2 separate regions of the Oryctolagus cuniculus genome follow, and region 2 is linked to region 1. Evidence: chromatin contacts called from public Hi-C data. All regions are on one chromosome and are shown on one strand. Each heading gives the region's core, a stretch centred on a gene start, on an enhancer-like site or on the middle of the called end of the contact. The rest is flanking DNA. Distances are from core to core; before and after follow the strand shown.

Region 1 (4,060 bases), core at 1,147-3,646:
AGCTAGCACCAATTTAAGACCTGGAGGCTGGCCTTTTCATAACAGATGTCGCTTACTGGATTACAATTCCCTGTATTCCGTTGACTATTATAAAATACAACTCTGTGAGCCACAGAATACTTCATGTCTAATCCTAGCAAGATATACTTTTTTATTAAAAATTTTTTTATCAAGAAAATGAAAAGAATGTACAATGTTTATATAGTTTGGTTTGAATATACAGGAGGAACCCTCTGTGTGTGTGTGCATGTGTGTGTCTCCAACTATATCAGAAGTCCAACACAGAGATGTCCTAATGTCATGTCTGCAGCTCAAAATCAGACACGAAGCAGCCATCACTCCCACTGTTAACACGGGAATCATCTGGGAAGCTGTTTAGAAGCCAGCAGGGTAGTTCAAAAGTGTGTGAGAAATGGAATTAAAAGATAAATTTATTCTCGGGGCAAAGAGTTTTGAAATCCATGCCCAGTTTTTTCATTACACAATCTGCATGAACTGCGTAGTGATCCCCTTGCATACTATATATTAAAAAACCAGCCTTTCACTCTAGGTGTTATTAAACAAAATTTCCTTGAAATGTGGACCTGGCACCAGCCTGTGCCAGCACTTGGGGACCGTTAGCCAAGCAGGATGTGAACACTTGAGCTCCATTTTGGAGCTGGTATATAGTGACTGCCTAGCAATGTGGCCCTGGGCAGTTCCTCATTCCACCCTGTGCCTCAGTTTCTCCCTTGTGTAAACTGAATATTTATATGTGTGCATATATATATATATATATATATATATATATATACAGAACTGTAGACAGTAGGAAAAATTAAATGAATGGGAAAGTAGAGATGCCCACTCTTAAATATCCAGTCATGTTAAATCAGAGTATATGAGACTTCATTAAGCAAGTTTTTAATAAGGTTTTCTTTTTTTCATGCTAGTAATTATTATTTTTAAAAATTTTAACATGTAATCAATATAAAAATGGTTTTATAAATGTATGCTTCTGCCTTCCATTCCACAAGGGTTTGCACATTCTGAGATTCACACATAATAGCTGTGCATGTTTATGGAGCACAATGTGATAGTTGAACGCATCCGCACAGCATGTGCTGATCAAATCATGGCCATTGGCATTTCCAACTCCTTGTCTTTTCAGCCCTCCAACTCCACTGTTAGAAGGTCTCACATGATTTAAAAAAAAAAAAAAAAAAAAAAGTGAAGCCCTTTTGGAGCAAAGGAAAACGCCACAGCAGCACCAGTTCTGCCAGAGTGCACAACCACTTTACCCAAATCCACAGAGCCAAGTGCCTGAGCCCTGCTGGTCCAAGAGACAGAAAAGCACACCACACACCGTCTCAGCACCTTTGGTTCCAATTCAGTGTCCATCGGACCCCAGTCAACACGAACTCCTCACCTGTGTCTTTGGTTCTAAACTTAACCAAACTTAAATCCCAGCTGGAGGAAAATGAGGGTAGAGTGCTTCAGGAAAACCAATTCCACATCATGGATTTCGATTGGTTCCCAGTGGCTCCAAGACCCTAGTATGATAATCACCCTCAACTTCTTTCCCAAGCCCCAATTTCACTGCACCTGCTGTGACCTTTTTCATCCAGCCCAGATCTGCTTTTGAGAAAAGTTACCACAAGAGCTCAGCCAAGCAACATGGGGTTAATCTTTGATAGTTCCCAGTCCCTTATAATGATCAGCTACATCGTCACAAAGAAAAAAATTCTGCTTAAGATCTGAACACCCATTGAAAATCCCTTCTCACTGCTGTCCCCACGCCCTGCTCCAAATCATTACTCTATCAATTTCTTCAGTCACATTCATAGATCATGTCGTCACATTAAAAAAAAAAAAAAAAAAAAAAAAAAAACAGAAAAAGAAAACTGCTGGCAGCCTTTTAATCAGATTCTCCAAAAACAAAATAGCAAAATCTATTTAAAAACAAACAAACCAAAAAAAAATATTGCTAAATGTCTGTAAGAAAATATTTTTCGGTAGTCATCAGGGCTGATGTTTTTTTCCCTCTCACATTATTTGTCCAGGTTACATAATGGTTAAAATTCTGCTCTTCAGTGGCATGGTGATGTGTATATAATGCAAATATCCTTGCAGGAACTACAATGGTAATTTATCAATTTGTGTGCAGCTAATCAACCCATTTGCTTTCTAGTATAGCGCAGTAAAAGCTTATCTCATGCAGACTCACGGATCCCTCAAAGCAACCTAATTGAATTTCAGGGCCAAGAGCATTGCAGGCCACGTGACGGGTCTCCAGTGGAGCACGGTGCCAGACACTGCAGGCGTTACATAATCACATGCCGCTGCTGGCAGAGCCGCCTCCGTGGCTTGGCAGCCCGCGTCTCCCCAGCCATGCCCTGCAGCTCTAATCCGCACAGAGTGTTCACATGCACAGTCACATGTCTTCTGCCTTTCACAGCACCGAATGGAACAGGGACCACTGCCTGACCGCTAGACAGGGTTCATTAAAGCCAGTCACCGAGTACCTGAGATTGTATCAGGTCAGAACACACAGGAAATAATGAGGCTTCTGAGCCAGCAACAGCCAAAGGAAACTGAAGATTTTTCTCTCCTTTTCTTATCCAGTGAGTAAGGACACACAATGTTGTGCCTACTACTTCAGATGAATATCCAAACTGGGACGTGTGGGAATAATATATATGAGATACTACATAGAGTAGAACCAGTTGACCTCAGCCACAAGGGGAGTTGAGAGTCTAAGACTCATATAATCAACACGGTATTTCCAGATTTCAATCAGAATATGCACAATTATGAAACAGTAAGCATATCTAGTTCTCAAGTAATGCTATTAGATTTTTAAATACTGAGCTACTGTATATATATTTACATATATATACAACTAACCATTATCCTTGTTTTCTTTCAATTTTATTGCTAATGTTGTGCCCTAATATAAAAATATCTCTAAAACTGATAATACAGTATTGCAAAAAAAAAATTCCTACTTTTTTAACTTTTAAAAAATATACAAAACACAAGATCCTGAACTTAGATGCATGTCTGCAGATTCTTTCAAAAACAACTTCAGTTTAGTCCATACCAGCGTTGCTCAACAAAACTTTCTGTGATGGTGGGCCGGCGCCGCGGCTCACTAGGCTAATCCTCCGCCTAGCGGCGCCGGCACACCGGGTTCTAGTCCCGGCCGGGGCTCCGGATTCTGTCCCGGTTGCCCCTCTTCCAGGCCAGCCCTCTGCTGTGGCCAGGGAGTGCAGTGGAGGATGGCCCAGGTGCTTGGGCCCTGCACCCCATGGGAGACCAGGAAAAGCACCTGGCTCCTGGCTCCTGCCATCGGATCAGCGCGGTGCGCCGGCCACAGCGCGCTGGCCGCGGCGGCCATTGGAGGGTGAACCAACGGCAAAGGAAGACCTTTCTCTCTGTCTCTCTCTCTCACTGTCCACTCTGCCTGTCAAAAAAAAAAAAAAAAACAACTTTCTGTGATGGTGAAAATGTTATTAGGGAGGAAAAAAATGAAAACAAAGGAAACAAAACAAATGAAAGCAAAATACTCAAACAATATTTTTTTCTTATCCCAACATGTGTTTACCAACTCACCATATATTAAAATATTATCCAAATATTTACTTGAGCTAGTATGAGTTTAAAACTTATAATTATGAAATGTCAATTCAAAATATAGGTGAGACAAAAATAAAACATTTATTGTATAAAGCTTTAAACAAAGGAATGCTGAGTGGGATCAATCATTTATGAGATGATGACACCTACTGGTGAGTTGTGATATTGCAGCCTAGCTCTAAAGGCTCTGTCCATTTACCATCTCCTGGAAGAGGGAAGAAAAAAAAAAAACTTCAAAAGATTAAAATTTAAAATATAAACATCACTGGGGCTGGCACCATGGCACAGCAGGTCAAGCTGTGACTTGCAGCACCGGCATCCCACTGGGGCGCCAATTTGAGTCCTGGCTGCTTCACTTCCAATCCAGTTCCCTGCTAATGCACCTGGGAAAGCAGTGGAAGATGGCCCAAGTGATTGGGGCCCTGCACCCACATGGGAGACC
Region 2 (3,751 bases), core at 447-2,946, 190 kb after region 1:
CAATGTACTCGCAGGAAGGGGCTCAGCAGCCAAGCATCCAGGATGCAAACCAGGCATCCAACATGGAGTGCAGGCATTCAGGTGACTTATTCACTGCTGTATTAATAGGAGATCAGGATGTAACTGAGACAAGCGGAGAGTCCGTGAACAAGAACTAAACAGTTTCTCTCACCGACGCCCTGTGTGGATGCAACAAGTGAGAACCCCGGAATATACCACACCCCAAAAAGGAACACATGCCATCCACACCCGAGCATCCTGCACATCGATCTTATTCTAATTTAGCTTTCAGTATGAAATCTTCCTTCAAGGTAAGCACACTAACTGATCCCAACTGCTTAGATTTCTCTAGCAGTTAAACTTGAAAATTAGCATTTTGTTTATCCGTTGGTCAATCCTGCTTCTCTCCGCTTCTGGAATGGTAACAAACACAAGAGACTGTGCTCCTGGCCTGCCCTCCTTGGCAACGGCTCACCAACAAGCAGACGGGGGCTCCCTATTTGGACAGTCTTACACCACGAGGACAATCTTTTCCAAACACAGAAAAAAACTTATTAATTAGGATTAATTAAAAGAGGTCACTGTGAATTACTCATGCTATTTAAGGTCTGTGGTTTTAATTATATACAGTAAGTAGAAGGTACAGGCCTATCCTTACATACTTTGCTTAGGCCCTTGGAAAAGAGTTTTAATAAGTAGTAAAGTCCCTTTCTAAGTGACCTAACAATTGTTTATGTGTGAGAGCTCTACCATGTTTAGAAGTCTTAAGCACTCTTTTTTAAATCTCTAGTTCTCTGCTAATTTGATTAACAAAGTCTCCTTCCTAAACAATTTGACAATATACTTCAAGCACATCTTTCGGATTTTCTAACTATAAATCTGAATAATGAGTTCTAAATCTACAACTTTTAATATATGAATCAAGCTTCAACACTAAAGAAAATCCTTGCAACATGAAGACAATTCTGTCCAAAATTAAGCACTGGAGGCTTTTTTTGTTTATCAGGGACCTTCAAAAAGCTCATGGGCAAACAGAAGTGAAAGACCAGTTTACTGGGGTGCAAAGAATTTTTGAAACCCATGCCTAGTTTTTTCATAGTATGCATTTTCCATGAACTTTTTGAAGACCCCTTAGATAAAACCACACTGATTTGAAAGTAATAAAAAAAGACACTGAATGCTGTTTGCCGCAAAGATTTACAGAAGCATAAAGCCCTCTTGTATCATGAAACGGACCAAGGAACAACAGAGCTTCAACAGATGTCAAATTCAGCATCAGCTGGCTCTCCAAAACAGGTCCAACTGAGCGGCTGGCTGGCTGGCTGCGCAGGGTCTCAGGACGCTAACTCAGGGGGTGAGCTCGCATCACAAGTCAGCACTCCTCCCTGGAAGGGAGGGATGCGGCTCTCAGGTTACTCTAGGAGAAAGCTTCCCTTAGGAGCAGCCAGCCCACTAAAGGAACGCCTCTGGCTTCCGGCTGCCCAGGGCCAGCGGGAGGCAGCTCAGTGGTGGGCCCCTGGGACACCTTCTCTGTTGACTCACTCGTGACTCACGGGGTTTTCAGCAGTGACGTCACATTGCAGTCGGGAGCCAGAGACATTCCGTAAGAAACAAGGTCTGCTTTCCAGAGCTGACTCAGACCTGTGCCCGCCGCGGCAGTGACACACCTGCAGCTCTGCTTCCCCTCGCATCCTCCGTCCTCAGGTGCTCCCAGCAGACTTACATAACCACACACAGCGCTGCCATTTTAAGCTGCAGGCTGCAAGCACTCTTTTTCTTGCCAAGATTCCCTAACAAACTGTTACTCTCAATTCCTTTCTTCCTTGCCACCTTACTGCTGATGAGTACAGAGAAAAACTCAAGACAATCTGGGGGGTCTTTATATAGAATCTGGTAGGTTCCCCTCCCCCAACTTCTACACGATAGAATTTTCAAGATTGTTTCAGCTGAGTGTCCTGCTTCCTGGGACATGCCAGCGTATGTATGTAAATGCACGCTAGAACAACGGCTCTCAATGGGAAAAACCGGGCCCAAGGCAGCTGGCAACTTCTGGACACACTTTTGATGGCTACAGTGAAGGTGTGGGGGACAGCTGCTAGCCCTGGCCAGGAGAGGCCACAGGCGCTGCTTAACATCCCACAACACAAATGACCTTCCCTCCAACGTCAGTGCTGCCGGAGTGGAGAAACCCCAGCACGGACAAAAGACACTCCTTCCGAAACCAGATCACACCACACATAAACACGATGACATCAACATGAACACCGTTACTTCCAGAAAGTCCTCTTCCATGATCCAGCTGAAAAGATGCAACCTTTCAAAGGGAAGAAATAATGAGTGTCAGCTTCCCAGCTGGGCTTGACACAGTTCCAGTGTTTACAGAGTCCCTGGGGATGCTATACATTTATAAGGCTAGAAATAACAGACTCCTTCGCAGAATAAACACAGCGATGTGGGTCCTAACGGGAGCTCTGACACACACCGCCTAATTTCAGCAGCACCACACATGAACCTCTGAAACTTCAAAAATGGAAGCCACCATTTTGATAAAGGCTTCTAAATTACAGGAAAAAAAATATTAACTGTCCATTAAACAGAAAACATAGGGAAAATTAGGAAAGAAAAGAAATTAGCACAGTTGCCGTGAACTGAGTGTTACTGGAACACAGATGCGTGGTGAAACGTATGTCACATCCTGTAGTGGGAAACTCATTTCCTATTTTACAGGTTGGTGGCTGACTCTAAGGGGGCATGCCATTCAACAGAAACGTGAACACGGCCAGGAGGAGAGCCGTCTACACAACAACAAGCCCTAAGACACCGTGCTAGCTCTACACTTACACGGTCTCAGCTGTGTCGATTCTGGAGAGGGAAAAGAACGGAAGCCAGTGTCCCCAGCTTGAAGTCTCCCTGAGGGACAGAGGAGAGCCAGTTGTGCACTTCTGCAGCTCAGCAGACCCACCGTGCTCTGTGCATTTAAGGTTCTGCTAATGGCACCTGCTTACGCGAAAGGAAAGTTCTTTCTCTCCATTAGAGGTCAGAGAGGGAAGAAGAGGAAACCTATCAAGCTTGACAAGCACCAGGAGGGAAATTCGCCACGGATGTGTTATTTCTGTGCTGCTCTATAAACCTCTGTACACCACATGCTTAACCTCTGCTCGGCCTAGAACCACCATCAGCAACATCAAATCCGATGGAGCAAAAAGGAGAGGAGCACAGAGATGTCAATCAACTGCGCGATTTCAAGCTTTGGTGTGATGCCTTCCAACAGAAACAACTTAATCATTTTTCACCCACGAACATCTTCTATTCAAAGAGCAGCCATTCTTCTGATCTCACTGTATCCTCCTGGCACCAGGTCAGGCTCACAGGGCAAACATCTTCATCCCATTACACAGGAAAACAACTGAGCCTCAGGAAAGCCATCTGACATGGCCAAGGCCACGTACGTTGCAGTGGTACTACAGGTGCAGCTCTCCTGGCCACAAATCCAAACTAAAGAAATCACGCAGAAGATTATACACAGAAATCTGGAGACACAGAAATGCAGTCCCTGGCATGAGGCAGGTGGCCTGGGACTCTCAGGCGGGCCTTGGCATCCTCCCTTCAAACGTGAAAAATGTCACAGAACATCAACACCAGACGAGGCCACTCTCTGTGCATGATGGATCAAGTAAAAATATGACCACTCCCTAATCATGCCTGAAGACAAACAAAACATGAATACTCTTCATGTCACTAATGACTATAT

What was found. A called contact is a pair of places that touch in the nucleus more often than the background predicts.
Region 2: a contact with region 1 is called in a Hi-C map of embryonic fibroblasts, with 2.2 times the contacts expected there. The contact joins two enhancer-like sites. A contact is called at or near these places in 3 of 6 Hi-C or Micro-C datasets (embryonic fibroblasts, skin fibroblasts and an unstated tissue).

Annotation. Positions count from the first base shown.
Region 1 is chr9:123,740,830-123,744,889 of mOryCun1.1, forward strand. The region is part of intron 37 of ITPR2 (inositol 1,4,5-trisphosphate receptor type 2); the gene reads right to left. Among named protein-coding and RNA genes, the nearest start is that of SSPN, 330 kb to the left of the region's middle. Within about 2 kb of position 2,397, at least 5 of the 8 cell types and tissues checked have an H3K27ac peak or open chromatin away from gene starts, as enhancers often do.
Region 2 is chr9:123,928,600-123,932,350 of mOryCun1.1, forward strand. All of the region lies in intron 10 of ITPR2 (inositol 1,4,5-trisphosphate receptor type 2), which reads right to left. Among named protein-coding and RNA genes, the nearest start is that of ITPR2, 140 kb to the right of the region's middle. Within about 2 kb of position 1,697, at least 4 of the 8 cell types and tissues checked have an H3K27ac peak or open chromatin away from gene starts, as enhancers often do.